Regions from separate parts of the Rattus norvegicus genome. Here region 1 is linked to region 2. The links are chromatin contacts, called in public Hi-C maps. All regions are on one chromosome and are shown on one strand. The core of a region is the stretch at or near the end of the contact, and the rest is flanking DNA. Distances in the headings are between cores, read along the strand shown.

Region 1 (6,950 bases), core at 1,151-3,650, 56 kb before region 2:
GGCCACGGAGGAGAGCAGTGGCGGCGACAGTTTGGAGGCTGAGGTCACCACGGGAAGCACTGGTCCCAAGCCGCCACTAGGGGGCGCTCGCAAGGCCGGCGCCTCAGGATGGGCAGAGGCCAGCCTGCCCTGGTGATGCGGCTCCGTGGGTGACGCCGTAGTGCCAGCGTTCCCGTGGCCATTCTGGGGCAGCAGCAGCGGGTGTGCGATGTGTGGGTGATGTCCGAAGGCGCTTCCCCAAGGAATGTGTCCGAGGCCCCCGTGAGCGCCGCTCGCGGCTTCCCGCTGGGATGCGTAGTTGTTGAGATGGGAGACCAGGCGAACACGAAGCGGATCGGAGGCATCGAGTCCTTCAATGATGCTCAGATAACGGGCAACTTCAGCCAGGCATTCCCGAAACCCCAAACTCCGATAGTCCATAGCCAGGGCGTGCGCGTCAAAATAACCTGTGCACAAAAACAAAAGAAAACCTTCAAGGCTCTGCTCATTTCCTGAATTTCTTCCACTCCAAAGGCAGCCCTTCCTGGCAACTACGTACAGGAATAAAACAGCACAGATCATGCTTGGGTCCTGCAAGCCCAAATACTTTGGAGCTGACCAAAATCTTTGCATTAATCAACATTATATGTTTGCTAATGCAAGTTCAAAGTCCAATTAGAAGCTGCTGGGCAGAAATTGGAATTCTACCCTACCAGCAGTTGAAACTATGTTCTCTCCTTTAATGTTTTCCCTCCACAACAACAAAAAATACATCAAGGACAGAGAAACCACAGAGCAGTGAAATTCATTAGACACACAGATGTAAGTTATCATCGTGGAGCTTTTAGGCACGTGGTCCTTGGTGAAGAATCTGGGGGCTGGAGACAGACACCGACTTCAGTCTCTCGCCCTGTTAGATTTTTTTTTCTCTACTTAGCCCCAGCAGGTCTCTTTCCTCCAAATTCTTTTGGCAGTTCGTTTTCTAAATCCTCTATATGAGGCTATCTAGTTGTTGTTTTTAACAAGCCATTTCCCAAGGTTTTCTTAAATAGTAACAGACAAATGTGACTGACTTGACCTAAATCAGGGCTGTCACAACTGGAGGAGCTCCTGGAGAAGGCACTTGCTGAAAGGTGCATTAGCTCATTGAGAGAGGACTAGGGTGATGTATTCGCTGTTCAAGAACCCATGTGCTGTGGAAGGTGCACTGGTTGGCAATCACATACAGCTCTCTCCCCACCCCCAAAGCAAAAGCAGGCAGGGACTGCACCAATCCCAGACTGCGCTTGCTGCTCCCTCCACGCGCAGAGCCAGCTGAGCTGGAGAGGAATACCTTTCCCTCCTGCAGTGTGCAGCATTTTCAGGTGATCCACAGTCATCTGCAAGATCTCAGCTTTTTCTAGCTTCGCAGATCCCTAAGAAGATGACAAGAGGCTTATTCGACACAAGTGCTTTTGGAGAACTTAAAATATGCACACGAACATGCATACATGTAAAATACAAACGTAAACAAAAGCAAAACGAGATGTATCCACAAAAATCTGTTGGAATTTGTGTAAGGACGTTCAACGACCTGGCACAAATGGAGGTTAGAAGCATGGAGGAGAGGAAATCAGAAGGTGCTGAAGGCTACACTAGGCGCTCTCATACTTCCTCCATTACCTGCTTCTCAAAAGCACTGGGTACCAGCCTTCTCAGCTCAGACAAACTGTTATTGATTCGGTCTCGTCGGCGCTTCTCGATGATCTATGGGAAGCAGACAAAAACAAAGGAAGGCATTTCCATTATGACTGTACATTCCAATGAGGAGCAATGTGGTTCTTTCCGTTAGTTAATATAACAATGTGCATATGTGTTTAAATTGGGGGGGGGGGGAGATACTCACGCCTCTCCGTCTTTTCCGGGCCAAAACCTGGGACGATGTGGTTGGGGACATGGAACCCAGCGCCGAACTCAAGTTTCTGTAAGATGGGAAGCAATTGCCTTGAGAAAGGATGAGGAGTCAGAGCCTTCCTACACTCAGATTTCTTTGGCAACTTGAGCTGGATAGAGCGGAGAGGATCGCTCACAGCCAGAAGCGGCCGGCCCACGACTCCCGGCAATGGGGACCCAGCACCAGCGCACCCCATCCTCTCCTCCGGCTCCGGATCGGCCGGACGCCGCTAACTCACCCATTCTCGTCTGCGCTCTCCTTCTCCACCTCGATGGTCTCGTCCAGCTCACTATCAGAGGAGCTGTAGTCCGGGTGAGCTCTCTTCATGGTGGCGGAGCGCGGGCTCCCAGGAGGGTCGCGCGGCGGGCAGGGAGGAGTTAACTGCGCGGCCGCTCGGCGCTCGGCTGCAGGCGGTGCGTGCACACTGATCCCACTCACGCTCAGCCTCTGGTTAAAACTCAACCATCCCTTTCCCACGCTGCGCCCCTTCCCAGGGATAGGGGGAGGGCGGAGGAGGCGGGGAGGTTGGGGCAGGGGCGGGGCCGCGGCTCCCGGGCAACCGCGGGCTCCCGCCAATCGGCGCCTCGCTACGCGGATTGGCAGCCGCAGTGGGGCGGGACGAGCAGACCAGGCCCGCTGCGCCCCGCCCCTGGAGCCCGCCCCTGCCCGGCGGCAGTGCGTCGGCTCTGCGGGAGCTCGGCTGGGGGCCGCGGGCGGCGGTGGGCCGGCGGCGGGCAGGAATGGAGGGCCGGCCGGGGACACCAGCCCGGCAATAGCCACCGACCCGCCCCACCCGGCGCGCCCCGATTGGCCTGGCCGTGTGCCAGGGCCGCGCCTGCAGCGCCGCCGGTGAGCCGCACGCGCCGCGGGCCGTGGGAAAGTGCCGGCGCCCCGGCCGCCAGCCAATCCGGACGGACGGCGACGGCGGCCGCGCTGGCGGCGGCGGCGGCAGCTCTGGGCGTCCGCATGAATGGAGAAGAATAGCCTGGCGGGGGAGCGGGGCTGCGCGAGGGCGCGCCTGCCGGGCTCCTGGTGTGAACCTGTAATCGGAGTCCGGGCGCCGGCGGGCCCCGGAAGCCCCTGCCCGCGTCCGGCTCTCGGCACTGCTGTCGGTGCCCAGCGGCGGGAGGCGCGCACAGTTGGCGGATCCTGCAGGAACAGTCGCCCGAGGCGCCGCTCGTTTGGGTGGTGGCCACCAGCTCTGGGAGCAGAGCCTGGGGCGCCGATCAAGGGATGCTGCCTTTTGGGCTCTGGGAGCCCGTGACAATCCTTCAGGGCTTCTCAACTCCGGGACGCATCTCATTCCCGGGAAAGTGGACCGCTTGTTTTCTGGGTTAGCTTGAGGGAGGGCTAGCTGTCCCCGGAGACATTCATTATGTTGGGATTTTTGCTGTTGTTTTGTTTTGTTTTTGCCCTCCCTTCCCCCTAGAGTTGGCGGCCAGATCCTCTCAGCAGGCGACAGGGTGGCGGCCTGAGTGTTTGCTTCTGAGTCTGACTTCGCTGCGGGGATGCACGTTTCTGGCCGGCACCGCGCAAACACACATCATCCCTTTGGTCTCATTTGGGGCAGGCATTTGGGGTGCTATATGAGGTTCTGCACACCGTTCTCCCCGCTTCCCCACCAGGAAGGCCGACTTTTAAAAATAGTTTGGTTCCCGAGTCCAGAGTTCATAGAAGTAGACGTCCTAGAGAAAACCCAGTCTATCCCGCTCAAAGGTAGTGAGTGCACTTTGGGATCCACTCTTGGAGCCTGCAATCCTGTCTGTGAAACAAAACTTCATAAACGTTGAGAAGAGTAAAGCAAACTCATCGCCTTTGCAAGCAATTCTGTTTCTAGACCTCAAGAGTTCCATGAGTGCAGACTAAAGCCAACCCCTAGGTCCAGTCCTCCATCTGCACACACTTTAGACCACCTCCTGCGTCCTTTGAAAGTTCTTACTGCACTTCACCCTAAGGTCCAGCTAGCTCCTCAGCCCTCCCGGGCTCCTCTGAAAAGGGGAGGTCGCTCCATCTTGTCTTTGTTCTTCCTAGTGCTCATATCCCACCACATAACGCTTAGGGGTGGTCAATCCAAGGTCAGGTTCACTGCCTTCTTCCCTATCCACGTTCTCCATGTTTGCAGCTGAGCTTCTAAAGGGCTCCTGCAACAAACTGTAGCTCACCTCCAAACCTCTCTCTGCTGCCTCCACCTTCAGGGCCTCATAACACCTGCCTCTGACCGCCTGGTGATTCACAGTCTCCTTCCCATCCCTTATCTCTCCCTAAAGTGACAGAGCACCCTGCACCTGAATCAGCATGATCTCTACTGTGTAGCTCTCAACTTTCTGGGTCAGTGACACCTAGGGCAAGGCCTTCTTTGTTTTGGCCAATTTGGGCTGTGCTGGGACAGAAGCAAGCAGAGGTTGGCTGATAAAAATAAATGGTTAAAGTTGAGGGTGCTTGATTTTACACCATTTTAGATACCGACATTCCTCACACATATATGCATACTGTGGAAAATGAGGCTATCCTGTTGGGCATGTGAGATTGTGCGGCTAATCATAGAACTTGGGAAGAAGAGGCAAAATTTCATGAGTTCGAGCCCAGCCTATGCTATATACAGTTCAAGGTTCTCCTGAATTGTATGTATAATAAGACCCTGTACAAAAAAAAAAAAAAAAAAAAAAGTTGTGGCTATAATTCAGGAACCCAGCCCTTGTTTAGCACCACAAAGTAACATAGCTGCTTATCCATCTGTCCATTTACTCAGAACTTACGTAGTGTCTTCGACATGCCTGGCACAATGCTGGCACCCGAGGGACAAAGGTGACAAGAGGTGATAAGCTCCACTTTCTCAGAACTCACATCCCAGGGAGACAATACACAATGAGCACAAGTAGGACAGCTATAGGTACCCCCAAAGCCTAGTGGCACCTTCTGATAAGGAGACAAAAGAGAATGGGGCCCCTTTTATGAGGCCTGGGGGTCGTTTTCAGAGCTGACCAGAAATGTAAGATGGAGATGTGATCAGAAGCCAGGAAGGAAGGGGTGGTAGTGAGCGCTTCCCTTGGGTAGTGGCGTCTGAGAGTGCCAGGCTGTTTTCTGACCTGTTGCTAGCTATAGGCATTTTTTTTTTCTGGGAGATTTTGGGCACCTTGCAAAATGAATAGGAGAGCTCCAGGCCTGGCCTTTAAGAAAAGGGCCTTTGTATAACTCAAGTCCCTACTGCAGGACCTGCAGGAGACCCTTGTTCTGCACTGTGCTATCAGTGCGGGAGGTCTCACTAAATGCTGCTGGAATGAGGCCTCATCTGCAGCTCAGAAAGAAGGAAGGGTGGCTTCATGGCCCCAGCTTTCAGTCAACTTGTTGTATCCACTATGAAGCAAAAAAGTCGTTGTAACAGCCTGCCTTAAATCTCAGCTCTCAAGAGACTGAGTCAGCCAGATCTTAACTTTGAGGCCAGCCTGATCCACATGTGGAGTTGCAGGCCAATGCTGTGTGGTGAATCCCTGTCTCCAAAATGGTTTGTGTCAAAACAACTCTTAAGAGTTACTCACTTGGACTTGAGCTTTGTACACGGAGTTAAGTATACTGTCCAATCATCTGCAAATAGTGATATTTTGACTTCTTCCTTTCCAACTTGTAATCATTTGACTTCCTTTGTTGTGTAATTGCTCTGGCTAGGACTTCATGTACTATATACTATATTGAATAAGTAGGGAGAGAGTGGGCAGCCTTGTCTGGTCCCTGATTTTAGTGGGATTGCTTCAAGTTTCTCTCCATTTAGTGTGATGTTGGCTACTGGTTTGCTGTTTATTGCTTTTACTGTGTTTAGGTGTGGGCCTTGAATTCCTGATCTTTCCAGGACTTTTATCATGAAGGGGTATTGAATTTTGTCAAATGCTTTCTCAGCATCTAATGAAATGATCATGTGGTTTTGTTCTTTCAGTTTGTTTATATAATGGATTAATTAGATGGATTTCTGTACCCATGCATCCACTACATCCCTGCATCCGCTAAAACTAATAGAAGAAAGAGTGGAGAAGAGCCTAGAACACATGGGCTTAGGGGGAAATTTCCTGAACAGAACATCATTGGCTTCTGCTCTAAGATCACCAATTGACAAATGGGGCCTCATAAAATTGCAAAACTTCTATAAGGAAAAGGATACTGTCAATAGGACAAAACAGCAACCAGCAGATTGAGAAAAGATCTTTATCATTCCTATATCTGATAGAGGGCTAATATCCAATATATACAAAGAACTCAAGAAGTTAGACTCCAGAGAATCAAATAACCCTATATAAAAATGGGGTACAGAGCTAAACAAAGAATTCTCAGCCAAGGAATATCACATGGCTGAGAAGTACCTAAAGAAATGTTCAACATCCTTCGTCATCAGGGAAATGCAAATCAAAACAACCCTGAGATTCCACCTCACACCAGTCAGAATGTCTAAGATCAAAAACTCAGGTGACATCAGATGCTGGTGAGGATGTGGAGAAAGGAACACTCCTCCATTGTTGGTGGGAGGGATTACAAGCTGGTATATCCACTCTGGAAATCAGTCTGGAGGTTCCTCAGAAAATGTGACATAGTACTACCTTAGGACCCAGCTATACCACTCCTAGACATATACCCAAAAGATGCTCCAACATATAATAAGGACACATGCTCTACTATGTTCATAGCAGCCTTATTTATAATAGCCAGAAGCTGGAAATTACTCAGATGTCCCTCAACAGAGGAATGGATACAGAAAATGTGGTACATCTACACAATGGAGTACTACTCACTTATCAAAAACAATGACATCATGAAATTCATAGGCAAATGGATGAAACTAGAAAATGTCATTCTGGGTGAGGTAACCCCAGTCACAAAAGAACACACTCACTGATAAGTGGATATTAGCTCAAAAGTTTGGAATACCCAAGATATAATTCACAGACCATATGAAACTCAAGAAGAAAGGAAACCAAAGTGTGGATGCTTCAGTCCTCCTTAGAAGGGGGAACAAAATACTCAAAGGAGGTAGAGGGATTCTGGAGGAAGAGAG
Region 2 (6,696 bases), core at 3,432-5,931:
ATGTATGTCACAAGGCTTAGCAGAATTTCTTGTCGGTTTGTAAGTCAAGAGGACAATGCAGAGCTGGGAGTGTACTCAGTGGTTAGAGATCCTGCATAGCACACACAAGGCCTAGGGGCTGATTCCCAGAACTGAATCGACCCAGCAAAGTGATCCATCCTTAGAATCCTGGCTCTTGAAAGGTAGAGGCTGGAAGATCAGAAGACGAGGGTCATTCTTGACTACATAGCAAGTTCAAGGTAGGAGACCCTATCTAACGCAGAAAAGAAAAGAAAAAATCGTGTTTGCAACTTTGAAGGAGTAAGATTTTATTCCCTCATAATAAAATCAACAGCTAAAATCAATACATCAATGTAAATATTTGTTTCATAAATATTTAATAAGCATTTGCTGTGTGCCAGATGCTGTGCTTGGTAGTAAGTACATATTGATAGTGAAACCAACGTGGTCACTGTCTGCAGCATTGCATTCTGGGTGTGAAAAGGTTGTAGTTTCACACTGCTTGGCCTAAAGCAGGAGAGTCCAGCACGCGCTCTCCCTCCACATGTCTGAGGCGGCCTTCAGAGCTGAGCTCCGGAGTCACCCTGTCCTGAGTCTTGACTGTGCGCTCCCACCCAGGTGCTGACCAACTGCTAACCAGCAGATGCTGTGCTGTGTAGAGGTCAGACTGAAAAGGCTGTGAGACATAGGCACTCTGTTGGTCTAAGCTCTTGGGTAAGATATTTTATCTCCCTGTTAATCTGCAAAATAGGCTTCTATTACCCATCTCACAGGGCTATTGTACTGGTCAACTAAATGAACAGTGCCTGGAAAACAGCGAGTGCTCCATGAGTGCCAGCAATTGTCATTCCAAGTTGACCTCATCTCCGTTCTGACTCCACACACAGCCTGGGGGCTTGGCAGGGTGACTTTCCTGTCCTATGTCAGCCACAGCCTCCCTTGCCTGCCACTCTTCCCATGCTCCAACCAATGAAGGAACCTCAGGTTCCCTGAGCGGGTGGTGGGGAGGGGGAGTCCACTTCTCCACTGTACACATAAAGCTCACTTTCTCTAGGAGAGCCCTTATGGTCCTAAGTGTCGGGACACCCTGCTCCCTACTCTCCCTAGGATTGAGGAACTGATTCAAAATCCTTTCAAAAGGTTTACTCTGTTCTTTCCCACAGAGTTGGACTGCCATGCAGCCATAGGTGAGGTCTTCTCTGCAAGCTAAATGGACAGATGGATGAGTGGGGACAGACAGTGGTGGGATACAGGGGACAGAATGGGGCAGTATTTGAAATAATCTACTCATGATATTCAATTCAATGACAGCAGTGAAGGGCACAGAGTGACCCATTGGCCATCACCTTCTCCTGATTCTACGGTGTGCCATTATTAAACTGAAGATATAGGAGCACAGAAGCTGAACAAAAACCAGGGAACTTTCCATATGATGTCACCACCCTGAGCTCTAACTATACCAAACATCTCCCAGTAGACTCAAGACGCTCTCAGCAGCTACATTTCTCTCCATGGGAGTTATGTATGCTGTCAATGAGATTTTCAAGTCTGGAAACTCCATTGGGTGCCCCAAGTAGCACAGGCTTAAGGAGAGCTCATGGCAGAAACAATAATATTTCTGTTCTTTTCTTTTTTGGTGACAGGGTCTCATTATGTAGTCCTGGCTGACTTGGAACTTACTATGTAGCAAATGAAAGGGACATGACCACTCCAAAGCATGGTTGAGAAGGTTTTATTGTAGTTATGAGGGCGAGAAGAGCCAGAGGCATCTATAACTGTCCAGACTGAACCAAGCTATGGGAGGAGAGAGGGAGGGAGAGAATGAGAGAGGAAGAGAAAAGAAAGGAGCAAGAGGGAGGGGAGGAAGCAGATCAAGAGAGCAGCCAAGGACCAAGAGACCAAGAGAGAGCGCTAGCTGAAATGGTAGGAAGATACAGGAAAGGGAAGTTGGGGGAGGGGAAGCAAAGCTCAGTCCCTGAGCTGAAGAGGGTTAGAGTAGGGGGCAAGGTAAGAAAGTATTTGGAGGAGCCACAGATATTGAGTGAGCTTTGTCCTAGGCTTCTTTGAGACCTGATATGTGGACCAAACTGGCCTTGAACTCACAGAGATCTGCCTGCCTCTGTCTCCTAAGTGCTGGGATCAAAAGCATGCATTGTATCTTAATATAGAATGCACTTACCAAAAATACATTCTTGGAGCAAGGGAGACGGCACAGCAGCTATGAGTACGTGCTGTTCTTGCAGAGGAAGAACTGAGTACAGTTTCCAGTACCCACATGAGGTAGCGCAGAACCACCTAGAAAGCTAGGTTCAGGGGATCAGACGCCCTCTTCTGGCCTCCTTGGGCACTCACATGAACATGGTGCATAACTAATTAAGTAAATCCTTATAAAAAGCAAAACCAAAATGCATTCTTTCTTTTAGACCCTACAACAGTGAGCATGCTGAAGGTGCTTTTTGGTTTTCACTTTCTGGCAAAGCACCAGCTCCTCCTAGCATGTGGGCCTCAGAAATAGACCAGCTGGTCTTCAACAGTGGCTGCTCTCTGCTTCTAACCTTTGTTGGTGAGCACCACCTTTGCACCTCTACACTCATTTGGAACTTGAGCTCAATTAGAACCCCACACAGGTTGTTTCCAGACTACTTGAGACAAACTAGATCTGAGGACTCACTCCAGCCTATAATACTAGCATTTCAGAAGGAGAGGTCAAAGCTTGGGGGTTCAAGGTCATCCTTGCCTCCATGTTTGAGGCCAGCCTGGGCTACTTGAGATCCTGCCTCATAACAAACAGGCAGAGCAGTGATGAGTATGTAAAGATCGATGTATGCATTGATCATACCTATGCCCTAATTAAATCATAACTGAATGAGAAAAAGAAATAAAAAGGGAAGGAAAGGACATGACTGCTCATAGGTATGGTGGAGGAGAAAGCTTGTCATAGAGATGTGGGAGGGCATAGCCAGAGGCAGACACATCTGGGAGAGTCCAGAGTGGCCATGACCCTGAACCCTATAGGAAGAAGGGGAAAGGAAGAGAAAAAAGAGAGCCAAGTATAGCAGCCAGGGACCAAAGAAGGGGCAGAGAGAGCAGGTAACCAAAATGTATGAATTACATGGGGAAGAGCCTCTGAGGGAAGGGCAGCCCAGCTGCCCTGGGCTGGAACGTTCAGGGTAAAGAGGGGGAGGATAATGCTGTACTGGGTATGGACTGAAGGATGCTGGGAGAACATGGAGGCCAGGTCTGCTTTGATATGTTAAACAGACACCTCAGCTGTTGGGGAATAATAACATTCTCAACTGCTGTTCTGGGAAATCAACTTACTCATCAGAATTGGGTTCCCTTAAGGCCAAGAAGCATGCCTGCAGTTTGCACCTGAGCGTTGGCTCCAGAAAGTAGAATGGGTTCTGAGTACTGTGGTCTTTTAGTTTTTCCAAAATGCTCGATGCCCGAAATGCAAGATCCCCTACGAGTCTTCCTTATCCCAGCAAAGCAGGGCTGACACTGTCCTAAGCTGGGCATTTTCCTATCTGTGGATCTAGATCTTGTACGATCCGGTTCTCTGTTCAATGGCTTCATCGAGTCTAACTGAGCTGGAAGCTCTTAAGGTTCTTACTTGTGTTTCTTCTCCTCTTTCTTATGAGTGGTATCCCTGAGCACTGAGCTGAGAGAGAGAGAGAGAGAGAGAGAGAGAGAGAGAGAGAAGCCTCAGCAGCCTCATCAAGAGCTTGGTCCTCTCCCAGCAGTTGTTACCGTTAAGCTGTGTGAGTCAACAACCAGGCTCTCTTGTGGTGTACCCCAGAGGAGACAGGCTTGTTTACTTGTCAGAGCCTGAGACTGAGGGGAGCCAATGGCCCCCAAAACTAGCTTTGAAAAATCTTTAATATAAAGCGGTAGTTCTTAAATCCAGGAATCTTTTTCTGGGACTTAAGGGGCACTTCTACAGCATATCATAATACCACTCAGATGACCAAGAACTCCCTAATTTCTTCCCCACAAGATGGAACCTTGTGGGTATCCATCTCCCAAAACCACGCCCTACATCATTCAACAAAGCGTTGACCATGGAGAATTCAAGCCTGGTGTTCAGTGATGCACAGTGTCTGGTCTCCCTCCTGGTTATCATGGTTTTGCACAGCCTTGCATCCATGCCCTGGGGAAAGTTGCCAGTTTTCCTTAGGCCCAGGACATGTACAAAACCAAGAGGGCACACAGCAAGCTCCTAACAGAGGCCTTTGTGGGCAGTGGTCTGGGGTCATTTCCTTATCAGCAGCCACAGGCTCAAAACTGATGTGCAAATCAGAAGATTAGGGAACCCAGGGCAGACCTCAGGTGGTGTTCTCTGCCTGGTTCTGGGGTAGCTGCTGCAGGAATGTTTGCCTCTAGCCTCTTGGTGAGGGATGGGAAAAGAATAAAAGATCGTTTGAAGGCTCCAATTCAATTGGAGTTTACCAAATGCCAGGCCGTGGCTACCCTGGAGAAAAGCATTCTGGTGCCAGCTCCTCCTGGAAAGGCTCTTCCACCCCTGCTGAGGGAGGGGGTGGATTTCAAAGCATCTGACTTCTTACCCTTCTACTAGAACTGGAAGTGTTCCTACTTTGATTTTAAAATGCCTCCCCTCCCACCCCCCACCCCACCCCCAGTTTTCCTTCCTTTGGAGGCCTCCCTAAGAAAAGCTGGTATTCTGGGTCACTGGGAGGGTGGGGGAATTCGTAAACCAAGAAAGCGAATGGGAGGCTTGGTCTGTAGTGTTAGGGCAGCAAAAAAACAACAGCAGCCACCTTTCTGAGAGCTTGCATTGCCTGTTTACAAAATGTTGTAAAACATCCAACTCTAAAGGTAGGGGGAGAGCTACCAAAATCTCTCCTGGAGTTTGCCTTTGGCAGCTGTGGCTCAAAGCTGCACGCCTTTCCCACACCTTCTTAAGCGTGCTTTTCCTCCTTTAGACAAGCAGACTCTGGCTGCCCCATCTTTCCTTAACACCACAGAGCCTTTCTGTCTAACCCCGCCCCCACCCCCTCCAGCCTGCGAAGTCTGGCCTGCACACTGGGGAGAGGTAGACAGTAATTAAGTTAGCTGTTAGCTGCTGAGGGCTGACTTTGGTACCCCATCGCAGCTGCCTGCCTCTGTCTCCCCAGCGGCCCTCCCACGTCTTCCTATGAGACCGGCTGTGTGTGAAGGAGGAGCTGTTTCCCACAGCTCTGATCTAATTCAGCTGAAATTCAATCTCCGTGTGACCCACCTCAGCCAGCCTTCTCCCACCCGCCGCCTGCCTCCAGCGGGCTGTGTGTGCTGCCCACTTACACTGTCAATCCCGTCGCCGCCTCCCTTCCACCAACTCCGGGTGTCAGTTTACAGTGTCAGCAGGCCAGCCCTGGGGGCCTGCCTACTGCCCGGACGCTCACCCCTCATCTCCAATGCTCCAAGGGAGATCACTTTATACCTGCCACTCAGTCGCTTGAATGGGGCTTGTGAGCAGAAAAAGCAGAGAGCCAGCAGAGAGAGAGGCTGAGATCCCGAAACAGATGTAAAAGACATCAGGCTGGAGTTTCCATGGATCTTCAATGCCCAGAAAGATTTATGACCCCTTTAGGCTGCTTATAACATAAATTGAACCTGGGCTTGTTTTTCAGTGAGCGAACAAGCCTGACTGTCATGGATAACCCACCATTGCCCGCGCTGAGGTCCCTGGACTCCTGTCCCTCTTGTTTGCGCCAACTCCCCACCCCCTACCCCGCCCCAAGCTTCATCCTTTAGCTAACCTCTGTGTTTTGTGAGGACATCTCCTCGGACATATTCTAGAAGTCTCCATCCTTGCACAGCCCAACACCCAATGCCCCAAGCAGCTTTGTCTCCAATTAGTATTCTCAGTTCGGATTTGCAAGAGATGGTAAATCTCTTTTAGCAAGGCCGGTACTGCAGAGGGCCGAACTGGCCAGTGATGCAGGGGCCCTGGCACTGGCCTGACTGTTACCTAATCATGTTATACTGGATCATGCGCACTTTCTTTTGACCACAAAAGCTTTGAACTTTGCTTTGCACTTCCTGCAAGGGGAGGATTCCTACCTAGGGGCAGGGAGGCACAGAAAGGCACAGGGTTGCCCCACCCTTTTATAAGCTCAATGAATCTAAAGGGTAGGGGTTTTCAGAGGCGTCATAATTAGAAATGATGTGTCAGGGCAGGCAAGCCCCTCTTGAACCTGACCTTGCCTGCCTTCACCAGCGGAACATGGGAAGTTCGATCTGGCTTGGGTTCAGAGCTCCCACGGAATCCTAGTCATCTCTTAGTTTCATTCATTTTGTGGCACACGGTGGGGACATGACACACTCAGCTTTATTTTTATTATTCTAAAAATAAAAATGTAATTCTCATTAAAAAAGATTCCCCTAGCTAACAGCCTGCTTGTTTCATGGACAGGTGAGGCTCGCTTCTGCCACCTCCAGTTCCCAGACACCCATTCTGTCCCTGCGGGCGGCCAAGGGCAGCCCTGTATTTGTATTCAGTCTGGAAAGTTTACAGATCACCATGTCTCCTCCTTTCTTCTTGGAGACAGTGAATAGTTGTGCCCAGAAGAGAAGGAAATTCTCAAGCACTTACAAATACAAAAGCACAGCTTTAAACTCTGCCTGGCTACAGTTAGGCTGTGTCCTGGCACGAGGTGTGGGGGATAAAGAGACATGGTTTAGTGGGGAGGATGG

The links. A called contact is a pair of places that touch in the nucleus more often than the background predicts.
Region 1: a Hi-C map of frontal cortex shows a contact between it and region 2, with 2.4 times the contacts expected there. The contact joins the promoter of Hey1 here to the enhancer-like site in region 2. A contact is called at or near these places in 4 of 12 Hi-C or Micro-C datasets (Schwann cells, frontal cortex, mammary epithelial cells and 1 more) and 1 of 1 datasets of contacts at active chromatin or transcription factors (oligodendrocytes).

What each region holds. Positions count from the first base shown.
Region 1 is chr2:94,999,385-95,006,334 of GRCr8, reverse strand. Hey1 (hes-related family bHLH transcription factor with YRPW motif 1) reads right to left here and starts at 2,400. Exons shown (of 5, transcript NM_001191845.2): 1 at 2,151-2,400; 2 at 1,865-1,940; 3 at 1,642-1,725; 4 at 1,313-1,394; 5 at 1-446. The coding sequence starts at 2,239.
Region 2 is chr2:94,945,681-94,952,376 of GRCr8, reverse strand. No RefSeq gene overlaps it. Among named protein-coding and RNA genes, the nearest start is that of Hey1, 55 kb to the left of the region's middle. Within about 2 kb of position 4,681, at least 33 of the 93 cell types and tissues checked have an H3K27ac peak or open chromatin away from gene starts, as enhancers often do. A contact at or near this core is called in Schwann cells, where this site is marked.